Linked DNA regions of Mus musculus: all the other regions are linked to region 1. Evidence: chromatin contacts called from public HiChIP or PLAC-seq data. All regions are on one chromosome and are shown on one strand. Each heading gives the region's core, a stretch centred on a gene start, on an enhancer-like site or on the middle of the called end of the contact. The rest is flanking DNA. Distances are from core to core; before and after follow the strand shown. Region 1 has its middle 29 kb from the start of Gm38563. Region 2 has its middle 38 kb from the start of Gm24696. Region 3 has its middle 210 kb from the start of Gm24696. Region 4 has its middle 180 kb from the start of Gm24696.

Region 1 (3,403 bases), core at 896-3,395:
ATCCTTCCTGAAAATAACATCATTATCATCACCACCAAAAATACTCTTCATAGAGCATCAAGCACTATAGTAGAACTACATGTAAGTGTTCATATTTAATCCACATAACAGCCTGAGAAAGTAGTATTTGTCAAATTTTGTGCCTTACTTCCAAAACCCAGGGGAATAATGTAAGATTTCTCTACTCAATGTGTAAAACCATATTGGAAATTATATCTCCTGCAATATCACATATAATGATGATAGCCTCTTGTTACATAGTGCTCTTGTCTCCCAGTAAAAATTCTTTGTTGAGGAGTTTATAAACCAAATCCCTTCACGTAGCACAAATTATTTGGATGGCCAAAGGGAATGTGAATGAACAAGTATGTGTGAAATTGAGAGGTTCAATGAAGAGAGTAACTGAGGGACCATTTCTCAGTAATGGCTCACAAGTCATCTTGTGCCAAGTCCTCGGGCCTTTTGAATCTCAATGTCTCCTCTCAAATTGTTGCTAGGCAACAACAATAGGATCTGTGTCTGGACATATCTCTCAGTCCTGAGCCTAGCTTTCCATCCCTGTTTTCATCAAGGTGCTAGATCCAGAAAGGAAAGCTCTGTATGTAATCATGGCTCAAAGCCAACCATATGTAATACTAGGTTAGAAAGAGGAAGGACACAGTATGTAAGAAATGCCTGGTGCTTAATAAAGACCTGACTTAGTGTATATTTAATACATCCTCCAACAGAATCCTTGAAATAAAACACTATTCATTACATCTAATGAAAAGATTAACCATCTACTAAATAAGTCTCAGAAGTGACCAAGACAGTTTCCCAGAGTCTTTACAATTCTGTGATCATACCAACATGATGTGCTATTCAGCATAGTAGTTTATGTTACTTTCTTTTGGCTGATCAATTCAATTATATGTTTCAAGGCCCCCAGAATTATCCCAAGCAACAATCTAAGCCAATATTAACAAATATTTCCCATTAAAATGCAGATGGTAAGTATTTGAAGATGTTTCAGTTGTATGGTCTATGTTGCAACTCTGCCATTTTTGCACACATACAACATAAGAAAATACATAAATGAATTGCTGGACTTTTTTTCCCATAAAACTTTATTTATAAAACAGATCATGGGCCAGAGTTAGGGCTTGCAATTTCTGACAACAGATCTGCCTTTCCAGAAAGTCGATGAACTTTTGAGGTGCCTTTCTTTGGAGAAGTTTGGTTTCTGAACAGTAAGGCACAAGGGAACCTGACACGGAAATTCAATCCTTCCTTCTTAAGCCTCTGCAGCTGGAAGTTGTCCAGCTTGGCTGAGAATTGGTGCTAGCCAGTAGACTTGACATAAAATAAATTACTTCTATAGGCAAAACTGACTCCCTCAGGGGTACTGGCTCCCCAGGAGAATCCATTTGCCCTTGGAGGAAAGCTCAATGATTTCTACTGCTTCTACCTGAGTGTATCTAAAGTTCTTAGTGATCTAAAAGGAAGAAAAATCAGTGACTTGGACTAAAATACTTGAAAAACAGTAGACCCACTGCAGGAAGACATGAGGCCTGGTTCTCGCCGTGCTGTCAACTCCCTGCCTCAGATGGTTTTAAATGACTGAGGGTGAGTTTTTCCACCCAGGAACCAAGGAAATCTGGGATTTCCCTGAGTGTTGTTTGTGTTTCCGTCTGTATCAGAACCATCAAACTTGCTCTTCCAAATTTGACTCTCTAGATCTTCACCAGAACAAGGCAAATGCCTGATGCTAATTTCAGTTGGACTGAGGTCCATGTGTTGAGGGCCATGGCTAGGTATCTTAAAAATGGGAAATGCTTTAAGACCCCTGAATGAGAGAGATTATCCAGAGCACAACTCGCAGTGGGACCCTGTGGCTATGATGACTTTTGCTCATAGCTCCTTGCTCTAGAGGAAATGTAGCAAATGATGACACAGAATTCATTAGAGCTCTGCAGAACTTCAGAAAGGGTAAACAGCCTCACCTATACCTCAACTTGGAGAAATGATGTATTGGCTTAGGCCCATGTTATTTAACAATCTGTAAAGGGAAAATATCATAACTCCACACCCTTTTCCTCAGGCTAAACTATGAATTTGGAATTCTTCCCACATGCCTTTCCAGGGAGGTGGCTACAGCTGATGGGAAACCTCCTGCCTGCAGCAACAGGCCTGCAAGCTGAATCATTGTATCATGAAACCTGCACAGTGCACAGTTCCTCTAGGCTCAGCTGAGTAGCTGAGAGAAATCTCTCTCTCTCTCTCTCTCTCTCTCTCTCTCTCTCTCTCTCTCTCTGTGTGTGTGTGTGTGTGTGTGTATGAGTAGACTATATGTGTGTCCAGTATCTTAGTTGTGTACCTATGTTGTGAGTGCTATGTTTGCATATTGTATATATCTGTGGAAGTATGTCTTGTGGTTGTGATTCATCGATGTGTGTATTGAATGGTGTTTGTTCATATGTATATAGTGTGTATGATATATGTGGTGCTTTTGTCTATAGTATGTGTATGTGGGTGTTCAGAAGATACACAATGCATAGTATATATGGAAAATGTGGTCTGGTGAACATCATGTGTTGTGGGAGGTATGTGTGTATATGAGACGTGTATGTAAGTGGTAAGAGGCTATGGCATGTGTGTGTATGTGCATCTGTTTGGAGAGGTGAGTGTGAAGGGAATTATTAGGCAAGAAAGTTAGAATCTATAACTCTAACAGTTCCTACTAGATGTCAGCCTCAGACTAAGTGCTGAAAGTGGAGAGTTGGTTCTACTGAAAGCCTTCTGAGATCAGGGGCAAAACTATTCACTTTCTCTCCACCACTTCCATACCAGCTTCTCCAAAATAGACATCGTGATTATTCCAAATTTATAGCCACTGAAGACTAAGGCTATGGTGGCTACCTATGGAGCCATGTAACAAAAATGTCAAAAAAATTGAACTCAGTCAGCCCACTTCCATTCATTCAGTTAAAGCATTATAACCACAGCTAATAACTTTTGTTTGGAGGTTTCCATGCATCATGAGGCCTACACAGATGGTCATGTATGTTGTATTAAGTCTGAATGACCAAGTAAAGTAAGGGAATAGTAGAAGCTTGAACCTTGAACACATTTGCTCCAAGATGCATGCTCTAAGCGTTCTGTGACTTTGTTTCTAAGTGAAAGACAAACATGAGACAAGTGACAACAGACATGATAGGTATATGAGGTTTAGCAGAAGGGAATTCTGGTAGCATTCTCAGGGAGGTGGGGAACAAGCCCTGGAGATCCCCATTATGTCGGCACATCTGAGAATGTGACTCTGGGAGAAATAACAGGGTCAGTATCCCGGTTTCCAGACAAAGTGAAAGTCTGGGGATTTTAGCCCATACCTGTGTGATTTGTCCTAGTTTGGGTAGGGAGCAGT
Region 2 (3,168 bases), core at 368-2,867, 270 kb before region 1:
TTGCTATGAGACTAAATCTGAATCACCTTCGGCAGACTTGTCTTCCAAGACATTGTGATGTTTTGTTCTAAGTAGTTTCAGCCACAGATGCCAAAGTTCTCTCTTGAGTCATCATTTGACATTGGGCTTTCAGAATCTCAAAAGAAAACTTGAACATCATTACAGTAGACTCAGAAATGCTCTAGGCAATGAACTCTGGCACTTATACTATCGTCTGCCATTGACTACAGCGTAAAGCCTCAACTGCTTTACTCTTAGTATACTCAGAGTGTTACAGAGATAAAGTTACCTGCTCAGCCAACTTCACTACATTGCTATGAAACTACTGAGAAATCAGAGACAGCACAATGTCACTAAGTTACTGTTAGGGTATGGATATCTTAGCCTCTTAATAAAACACTAAACCTCTTTCCTTTTTAAATAAAACGTTCTCATGTATTTCAGACTGGCCTCTACTTCTAATCTATCTCCACTTCCTGAGTGCTGAGATTATTGGTGCATGCCAGAATGTCTGTTTTTATGTGGTGTTAGGTATGGAACGCAGGGCATCATACATGTTATGCAAACACTCTACAGACCACATTACATATCTAGCAAGATTAAGTTTTCTAAGGATGTCGTGGGACATTTTTCTTTATTCATGCAGAGGTATATGAACTATCTTTACAGTAACATATTGGTCATCAGGAAGTTTCCGATAGGGTGGCAGAAAAAGGAAATTGGTGGGTTAAAGAATAAACCACCAACAAAAGAGTACACATGGGGGAACTCATGGCTCCAGATGCATATGTAGCAGAGGATGGCCTAGTCGGTTATCAATAGGAGGAGAAGCCCTTGGTCCCATGAAGGCTCTATGCCCCAGTGTAGGGAAATGCCAGGGCCAGGAAGCAGGAGTGGGTGGGTTGGTGAACAGGGGGAGGGGATAGGGTTTTTTTTGGAGGGGAAACTAGGGAAGGGAATAACATTTGAAATGTAAATAAAGAAAATACCTAATTAAAAAACAGCAAAAAAAAAAAAGAATTGTTAAGAAAAACAAATAAGAATGTTGTTAAAATTGAATATTCTTTTTCTTTTATGTGTGGGTACCCATACATGAGACTTTACAGGGTGCACATCCATGACAGATCCCAAGTCCAGACTGTCATGGCAAAAAGTTAATGATGAACTGAAGGAAAACTCTGGGATTAGAGGAAGAAGATGTGGCCCTAAATTTTGCACAGATCTTTAGAAACTGTATCCAAATTGAGTGACTTTATTTTCTGGCCTTCATTAGATTGTCATGATGAAAACAGGTTTTGGAAGTAATGTCTCTAGTAGAGGCTGTCCCTCTCATGACCTTTCTTACACAAAAGTTTTCACGATAGCTTTTAACCAGTGTTGCCTTTCCCCTCCTTCTCTGTCTATTCTTCTGTTGCTTTAGTGATTCTAGTAAGCTGAGTTTTCTTCCCCTCACCCCAAATCATCCTGACTACTTGAGGACATTTCTTCTCCTTATGCTGAAAATCCCCAAGAAGTAAATGGAGGGTCTTACCAGCAAGATTTACATAGTGTTACTTGGTTTCTGCCTTGGGAGCTAATGTGACAGGAAGTGTTTGAATGAGCTGTGCTGTCCTTACAGAGGCTCAGACTGGATCCAAGAAGAAAAAAAAAATGTGGTCAAACTAAACAAACAAACGGCTCACTGGAGAATGGGAAAGAAAAAAAAAAAGAAAGAACTGGCCGCTTGTTCTTTTTCTAGCTAATGAATTGAATTGATGCAGGAACTTCATCGTGTTCTCAGGGAAATCCTGTTGGCTGGGTCTCACTCCTCAGAACTACTAAATTTAGGTCACAGCTCAGTGGAGAACAATTACAGATCCTTAATAAAAGATAATTTACCCAGTGACAGCCAGCAAGACAGCTGGGCAGGCGTTCTTATTTTCTTGCTAATGTTGTGGGGGCTGGGGACCCTGTGTCGGGCTACGTGTTGACAGAAGGTTATGTTCTGACCTTGCACATCCGTTGGCTCATCTGCAGTGTGGTGTATGCCACCCCAAGTGATCCGAATGACTGAAAGCTACCCTGTATGGTTTTCTCTTCTCTTAGCCCCCTCCCCCCTTTAGTTTTTAATTTAGTTTTATAGTTTATAATCAGAGTCTCATGTAGACCAGGTTGGCCTTAAATCTTCTCTGTATCCCTGAAAATCTGATCTTGCCTTTACTCCCCAAGTTCTGAGATTTTAGGTGGGTACCTCCACGGCCAGTGTATGCACTGCTAGAAATCAAGCCAGAGAGCTTCGTGCAACATTGAGTTTTCTGCATCATGCTACAGTGAAAAGAAGCTGAGAAAGGACAGTTATATAGTGCAGGAAGAAGGAAGTAAGAAGGCATATTGTGCCTGCTTTTGAGTTCCTGGCACTTACCCGCCTAGCTTTCCTTCCATGTACTGCCTCTGCTCTTAAACCATGCTGGGTCTCCCGAAGGCGTTCACATCCTTCACTGTCTATGTCCTTGTTAACTCTTCTCCCTAATCTCTCCCCCCTTTGAATAGTCCATTGCTGATTTAAAACTTAGGCTATTTGTAATCTTTTTTTTTTTTTTTTTGAAACTTTCCTGTCACTCTTCAAGACATGATGTGACATCTTCATGTGCCTTGCCTTGATGTTCTTCATTAGAATGCTACCGGTCAAGTACAGACTATGCCATCATATTTTTGGTGTCTAGGATCATAAAACATCATGTTCTTGGTGTCTCGGTATAACACACTGCATTGAAGTCTCAGTCCTAATGACGTCTTGTTCCTGAACACAATAGGCATTCCCACGTGATACTCTCCCAATGTTAGCTGAATGCTTCTCTTTTCTGAGAGTTCTCTAGGAATTGTGTGCAATGGATTTTGACCATTATCATGTTCATACTGTGATCTCATTCCAGATGTATTCCCCAGTCCCTACCCACCCAACACTGTATTTGTCTTTTGAAAAACTGAAGTCTGTATATTGTGCTGCACATATATTCCTGGGCATGTGGCCTTACTCTGGAGCTATACCCTTAAAACCTTGACTCTTCCTCTCCCAGGATCTTTCAGTCACCAAGAGCTCTTTTTTTCTTTTTTCTTTTTTGGTTTTTGGTTTTTTTCAAGACAGGGTTTCTCTGTGTAGCCCTGGCTGTCCTGGAACTCACTCTGTAG
Region 3 (2,993 bases), core at 155-2,654, 440 kb before region 1:
GAACAGCTGAGAAGCACCTGAAAAAAAATGTTCAGCATCCTTAATCATCAGGGAAATGCAAATCAAAACAACCCTGAGATTCCATCTCACACCAGCCAGAATAGCTAAGATCAAAAATTCAGGTGACAGCAGATGTTGGTGAGGATGTGGAGAAAGAGGAACACTCCTTCATTGTTGGTGGGATTGCAAGCTTGTACAACCACTCTGGAAATCAGTCTAGTGGTTCCTCAGAAAATTGGACATTGTACTACTGGAGGATCCCGAAATACCTCTCCTGGGCAGATATCCAGAAGATGTTCCAACCGGTAAGAAGGACACATGCTCCTCTATGTTCATAGCAGTCTTATTTATAATAGCCAGGAGCTGGAAAGAACTCAGATGCCACTCAACAGAGGAATGGATACAGAAAATGTGGTACATTTACACAATGTAGTACTACTCAGCTATTAAAAAGAATGAATTTATGGAATTCCTAGGCAAATGGATGGACCTGGAGGGTATCATCCTGAGTGAGGTAACACAATCACAAAAGAACTCAAATGATATGTACTCACTGATAAGTGGATATTAGCCCAGAAACTTAGAATACCCAAGATACAAGATACAATTAGCAAAACACATGAACCCCAAGAAGAACGAAGACCAAAGTATGGACACTTTGCCCCTTCTTAGAATTGGGAACAAAAGACCCATGGAAGGAGTTACAGATACAAAGTTTGGAGCTGAGACAAAAGAATGGACCATCTAGAGACTACCACACCCTTGAATCCATCTCATAATCAGCCTCCAAACATTGACACAATTGCATACACCAGCAAGATTCTGCTGAAAGGACGCCGATATAGCTGTCTCTTGTGAGGCTATGCTGGTGCCTGGCAAACACAGAAGTGGATGCTCACAGTCAGCTAATGGATGGAACACAGGCCCTCCAATGGAGGAGCTAGAGAAAGTAACCAAGGAGCTAAAGGGATCTGCAACCCTATAGGTGGAACAACAATATGAACTTACCAGTACCCCCAGAGCTCATGTCTCTAGCTGCATATGTATCAGAAGATGACCTAGTCAGCCATCATTGGGAAGAGAGACCCCTTGGTCTTAAAAACTTTATATGCCTCAGTACAGGCGAGTTCCAGGGCCAAGAAGTGGGAGTGGGTGTGTAGGGGAGTGAGGGGGAGGGTATGGGGGACTTTTGGGATAGCATTGGAAATATAAATGAAGAAAATACCTAATTAAAAAAAGAATATAAACTTTCATGAACAGGATAGTCAGTGCAGTTAGGATCACTGTCACATTGTATGCTAGTCTCTCATTGCTGTGACACATCAAGGAGGAAGAATCTTTTAGGTTTGAAGGAATGGAGTCCATTGTGGCTGGAAAAGTGTGGCCATGGGAATGACTCATAGCTGTGGTGGCAGCAGTTTGAAGCTGCTTGCTCACATCTGAGATGATTTGGATGTAGGAGAGCCAGAGCAAGCCTGGGCTATATTTTAAAGCTCCTCCCTGTAGTGACCCACATCTTGCATCTAAGACTGTCTCCTAAAGATTCCCAAACCTATAAAACAAGAGTTACCTGCTGGAGATGAGACATTCAAGCAAATGAGCTTGTGAGGGAAATTTGACATTCAAACCTTAAGACATGGCTATTGAGCAAATAGAAAAGGGGATTTAAACAAAGTATACTGACTCCATACCTGCATTTTCTGCCATTTGTCACAACATTGGCTATCCTCCGCCCCCATCCCCACAATGTAACATTCTAGACCTTAACATTCCTTACTCATGAAATGTACAGGAAGTTGGGAACTAACTGAATATCTGTTGAATACATCCCTGCATTTGGGAGTTATTAAGACATACCTAATTTGCAGCTGTGAACTTGCTAACTTAGTTTGTTTTAAATGAGATGAGAATGCATGTTTTGTTTTTTAAATGGGGGAAAGCGAAGGAATCTTCCACTGGCTGAGCAATGTAATCAAACATGTTGTTTGAAGCCTGGTGCCCCAACTAGGTCAAGAATCATTGGAGTAAGACCCAAAGTTCACACTGACAGAAAAATAAAGTTCGAACTGACAGGGTGGCAGAGGCAAAGCCTACTTTGTTTTCAAACTCATACCCTCTACTCTGAGCTGGAAGAGGCTTATCTTGGTTGCTTCATCCTTTGACAGCACTCTGCCTGGGCTCCTTTGGTATTCCCAGTGCAGTAAATCTTATCTTTCTTTAATGTAGGCTCAGTTTTGTTTTAATTAGTATGACTTCTTTTAATTACAAGAGTCTTTTCTTCCTTCACTCCATTACAAGTTCAAAGGCATGTTCTTTAGAGTCTTCTGCACTCAGGTCACCTTATCTGTGGCCCTTCCTTCTCATCAGCTTTTATTGTCAAACCTTCAGTGTGGCTTCAGTGCACATGGCTTGATTTTACTTTTATGTCCTGACTTGCCCTGGACGGCCCAAGTCATTCAGAGAAGGGTGGCCCAGGGACAAGAAAGCCATTTTCAGTTCTGGATTCCCATAATTAATTGCTTTTTAATCAGGAGCAATGACTCTTTTGGCAAATGAGCCTGCCAAATATTTGCTTCCTCCCCTTGTGAGACGTTCAGCTCCAGCCAGCCACTGAAACCACACAGTTAGCTGAATAGCTTGGGGACAAGGATGCAGGCTGCAATTGTGTGAGGCTGTAGAGAGTTATTCATGAAATAGGGAGGCTTGTCTGAGATGGTGTCCATGTTAGACAATCTTAGCTGTTTTTTTTTTTTTAAACTGTCACTAATTCCTTTTACTATATTTATTTCATTCTCTGACTTAACTGCCAGGACGTGAAGATAAGGTGTATATTGGATTTTTTTGTCTCCACAAATATTTTAGGGCATATGAACAGAGAACACACAAGAAAAATGGACTACACACATGAAAAAACCTAACAAGTGATTGCTGTGTATTGCAACAAAGGGAATAGGATAGGACAGGAAGACAGTTAGAATGGGTTGGCCAAGAAT
Region 4 (3,143 bases), core at 467-2,966, 410 kb before region 1:
TATAACATTTCTCCTTCCAAATCCTCACTCTCCTTTAAATTCATGACCTCTTTTTTCCTTAATTGTTGTTGCATGCAGGTATGTATGCATATATACATATACATATTCCTAAATATACATATACAGATATATAAATATACACATATACATACCCACATAAACATTTATACATATACACATATATGCATAAATATTCCTAAATATAACCTCTTCAGACTATATAATGTTCCTTTTACTTATGCTTTTAAGGTTGATCAGTTGGTGTTGGATAACCAATTAGTGTGTTCTTCCCTGAGAAAGATCATCTCTCCCACTCCTAGCTTTGCTCACTTATCAATAGTTCCTTGTTTAGGGCAGAGACCTCAGGGACTCCATCCACTTTGAAAGTCCATTGCTATCATCTTTGTCCATCCTTGTTCATTTCACATTGGACAGTCAGGTTGGTTAGATCTTTTGAGTGTAGCTTCTGATGTTGCTAGGAGATAGCACCTCACAGCCAATAAGGGAGTGATTCCAGTTCAGATGTGGGGAGCAAACTCAGAAAGCAAAGCAGGGGACATAGAGAACAGTTACACACAAAGGACGAATGTCCTGACACAGGAAGTGGCACAGTAGAAATAGTACGAGTGAAAAAAATGTCTCTTCAAAAAGACTGTTAAATAAAATTAATGATGGTGATCTGGCTGGAAGGAGACAATGCTGTTCTACAAGAGAAGAATGGAACCTCTTTCATTTAAGCACTGCCTGCCTATGTTTCTGAGTGCCATCTGATACACTACCAGTGTGAAATGGTTCCAAAGAGCAACCACCAAATCTATTCAGGACATTGATAGATTAATAGATTAATAGAAACTATCTAAGATATTACATAAAAGTTTTTCATATTCTGAGATGCAGAAATTATTAGGAGTAAAGATGGCCTGCATGCTTTTTTTTTTAATCTGACCACAAAGCAGTTAATGTGTGGTTAGCTCTGAGGTCTCACATCTGAGCTATTGTTGAGACAAGTTAATTTCTCCTGTTTCTAGAACATTCCTGTAAGTTCTTCTTCAGTCTCAAATACAGGGCAAAATGAAAGCCAAACAAAACAACAAACAAACAACAACAAAACCAAAAACCTAAAACAAAGAAAATCAGTTTCTCGTCTTGAAGAAGAAGCCAGCACTGAACTCTACAGGGTTCAGTGAATCTATGTGTATCAGACACAGCTGAACATAAATTATCTATTAACTTTTGATATAATCCTGATTTTTCCAACGGTGTGATAACTCACAGCAGTCCTCTACTACATTGCCAGAATCACACAGCCAATAAACATCAGAACAGGATATAACCCCAGCCCATCTATCTGAGCCACCCATGCATTTAAAGAGCCTGCCTCATCATGTCCTAACACAGGACAAGCATGCTGCCTCTTCTGTATGTCCTTTTTCCATGTCCCACCTTCACATTCAGTGCTGGCCCAGAACTTGTGGTATTACATTAAGATACGGCCAGGAAGGGTCATAGGTGAGAGAAGAGCAATCCCACACCTACCCGTTTCTACAGCTGCACTGTTTCTTCCTTCAGATGAAGTTCGTGCTGTTATATAAAAGGAATGTTACCCAAATGCCTCCAGCATGAGTTTCCTTTTAAAGGAGAAATAGAAGAATGAGGCGTTTGGTTTTCCTTTGTTTGCCTGTAGCACCTATGTTAAGAATTTGTCCTTAAACCATGACTCACTCATTCTTGGAGCGAAGTACAAGGAAGTGAACAGATATAATACTTCTGTGAGATGTGGGCTTGAGCTTGTGTGGGAAAGATTGAACTGGGACCGTTAAGGCAACGTTTCATTCAAAACCCACCAATCCACCCCACCCTGCCCCTTCCCCAACAGTTCCCAACATGACTGTTGTTCCAGAAGGCCCATTTTCGGTCTTGCATGACTATCAAATATTCAGACAAGTGATATCTAGTTCCTTTGTATGTGGTTGCTTGCTGGATTGTTAAGGTTTATAATTATTAACTGAATCATTGGCTAGTTGTTCAGTAGGCAGTTGGATTGGGAATAGTTATTTACAGAACAAAAGCAGATGGCAGGACAAGTAGTTTAGATAGAGTGCAGGGTATATAAGCTTGAAAAGTATTGAGTTTTTGCAGATGGCATGGCATTAAGCTTTCAACTTAACCCACTGCATTTTAATTCCCTCGCTCTATAAGTGCATATGCTACCGGTAGAAAAGATCCTGTTAGAATACCAAGATCCCAGTTCTCAGTATATCAAGAACCATTCTAGAAAGTGACCCATTTGGGCAACTCCTAGCCCCCGACCTCTTCATCGCCAGCAATGTGGCTGCCTAGAAACTTCTCAGTGTAATTCACTGGCAACAGGGAGTTCCATGAATACCAGTGAGTCATCCTGCTGGCTACTGTGATCCACAAGTGGGATGCCTAGGTGCTCAGGATGTTTGCTTTGGAAGGAACTCACCCAAAGAATTTCTTTCCTTTGCATGAGACAATGAAGAGTGGGAAGTCACTCTGGGTGTGATTGTTTATCTCTCTTCTTTTATATCCATTGTTTAATTCCTGTGAAAATGCAAGTCCTGAAGCAATGAAAATTTAAGAATTTAGGAGGACCCTATAGAGAACAAAAATTTCAGTTGCCTGTGCTTATCCACTCATGAGGTCCTAATGTTCATTAAAAAACAAAAAAACAAACAAAAAAAAAACAAAGAAAGAAAGAAAAGAGAAGAGAAGAGAAAAGAAGAGAAGAGAAGAAAAGAAAAAGGCATCCTGAACTTCCTGCAAATTCTTGGCTTACACTGGAAATCAGTGTTATCACCCAATAGTGCCTGGTTATCAAAATGATACAACCCATGAATACTTCAATACCCTCCTGATTTCTGAATCAAGACTCAACAATACCACTCCCACTTGCACCACCGTCACGACCACCATCAGTACTACCACCACAAAAACCTATCACCAAGTAACATGTAAGTACCAAGTAACACAATAGCCAAAGGGAAATAGTTCAGACACAATTCTTTTATGTAGCAAAATGATTGGTGTGTCTTACTCTGTGGCTCAAGACTATCAGGGAAGTAAACTAATACTGATGTAATTCTCCCTCATTTCATTCATCGCCACAGACTGGGCAATCT

The links. HiChIP or PLAC-seq counts read pairs in DNA pulled down with a chosen protein or histone mark.
Region 2: a FOXA1 HiChIP or PLAC-seq map of pancreatic cancer cells shows a contact between it and region 1. The contact joins two enhancer-like sites. A contact is called at or near these places in 1 of 15 datasets of contacts at CTCF or cohesin (the NIH/3T3 cell line), 1 of 484 Hi-C or Micro-C datasets (neural progenitor cells) and 1 of 115 datasets of contacts at active chromatin or transcription factors (pancreatic cancer cells).
Region 3: a contact with region 1 is called in a CTCF HiChIP or PLAC-seq map of the NIH/3T3 cell line, with 6 read pairs. The contact joins two enhancer-like sites.
Region 4: an HNF4G HiChIP or PLAC-seq map of pancreatic cancer cells shows a contact between it and region 1. The contact joins two enhancer-like sites.

What each region holds. Positions count from the first base shown.
Region 1 is chr15:61,126,068-61,129,470 of GRCm38.p6, reverse strand. No RefSeq gene overlaps it. Among named protein-coding and RNA genes, the nearest start is that of Gm38563, 29 kb to the left of the region's middle. Within about 2 kb of position 2,145, at least 30 of the 459 cell types and tissues checked have an H3K27ac peak or open chromatin away from gene starts, as enhancers often do. A contact at or near this core is called in the NIH/3T3 cell line and pancreatic cancer cells, where this site is marked.
Region 2 is chr15:61,394,185-61,397,352 of GRCm38.p6, reverse strand. No RefSeq gene overlaps it. Among named protein-coding and RNA genes, the nearest start is that of Gm24696, 38 kb to the right of the region's middle. Within about 2 kb of position 1,617, at least 51 of the 459 cell types and tissues checked have an H3K27ac peak or open chromatin away from gene starts, as enhancers often do. A contact at or near this core is called in pancreatic cancer cells, where this site is marked.
Region 3 is chr15:61,561,947-61,564,939 of GRCm38.p6, reverse strand. No RefSeq gene overlaps it. Among named protein-coding and RNA genes, the nearest start is that of Gm24696, 210 kb to the right of the region's middle. Within about 2 kb of position 1,404, at least 20 of the 459 cell types and tissues checked have an H3K27ac peak or open chromatin away from gene starts, as enhancers often do. A contact at or near this core is called in the NIH/3T3 cell line, where this site is marked.
Region 4 is chr15:61,531,509-61,534,651 of GRCm38.p6, reverse strand. No RefSeq gene overlaps it. Among named protein-coding and RNA genes, the nearest start is that of Gm24696, 180 kb to the right of the region's middle. Within about 2 kb of position 1,716, at least 64 of the 459 cell types and tissues checked have an H3K27ac peak or open chromatin away from gene starts, as enhancers often do. A contact at or near this core is called in pancreatic cancer cells, where this site is marked.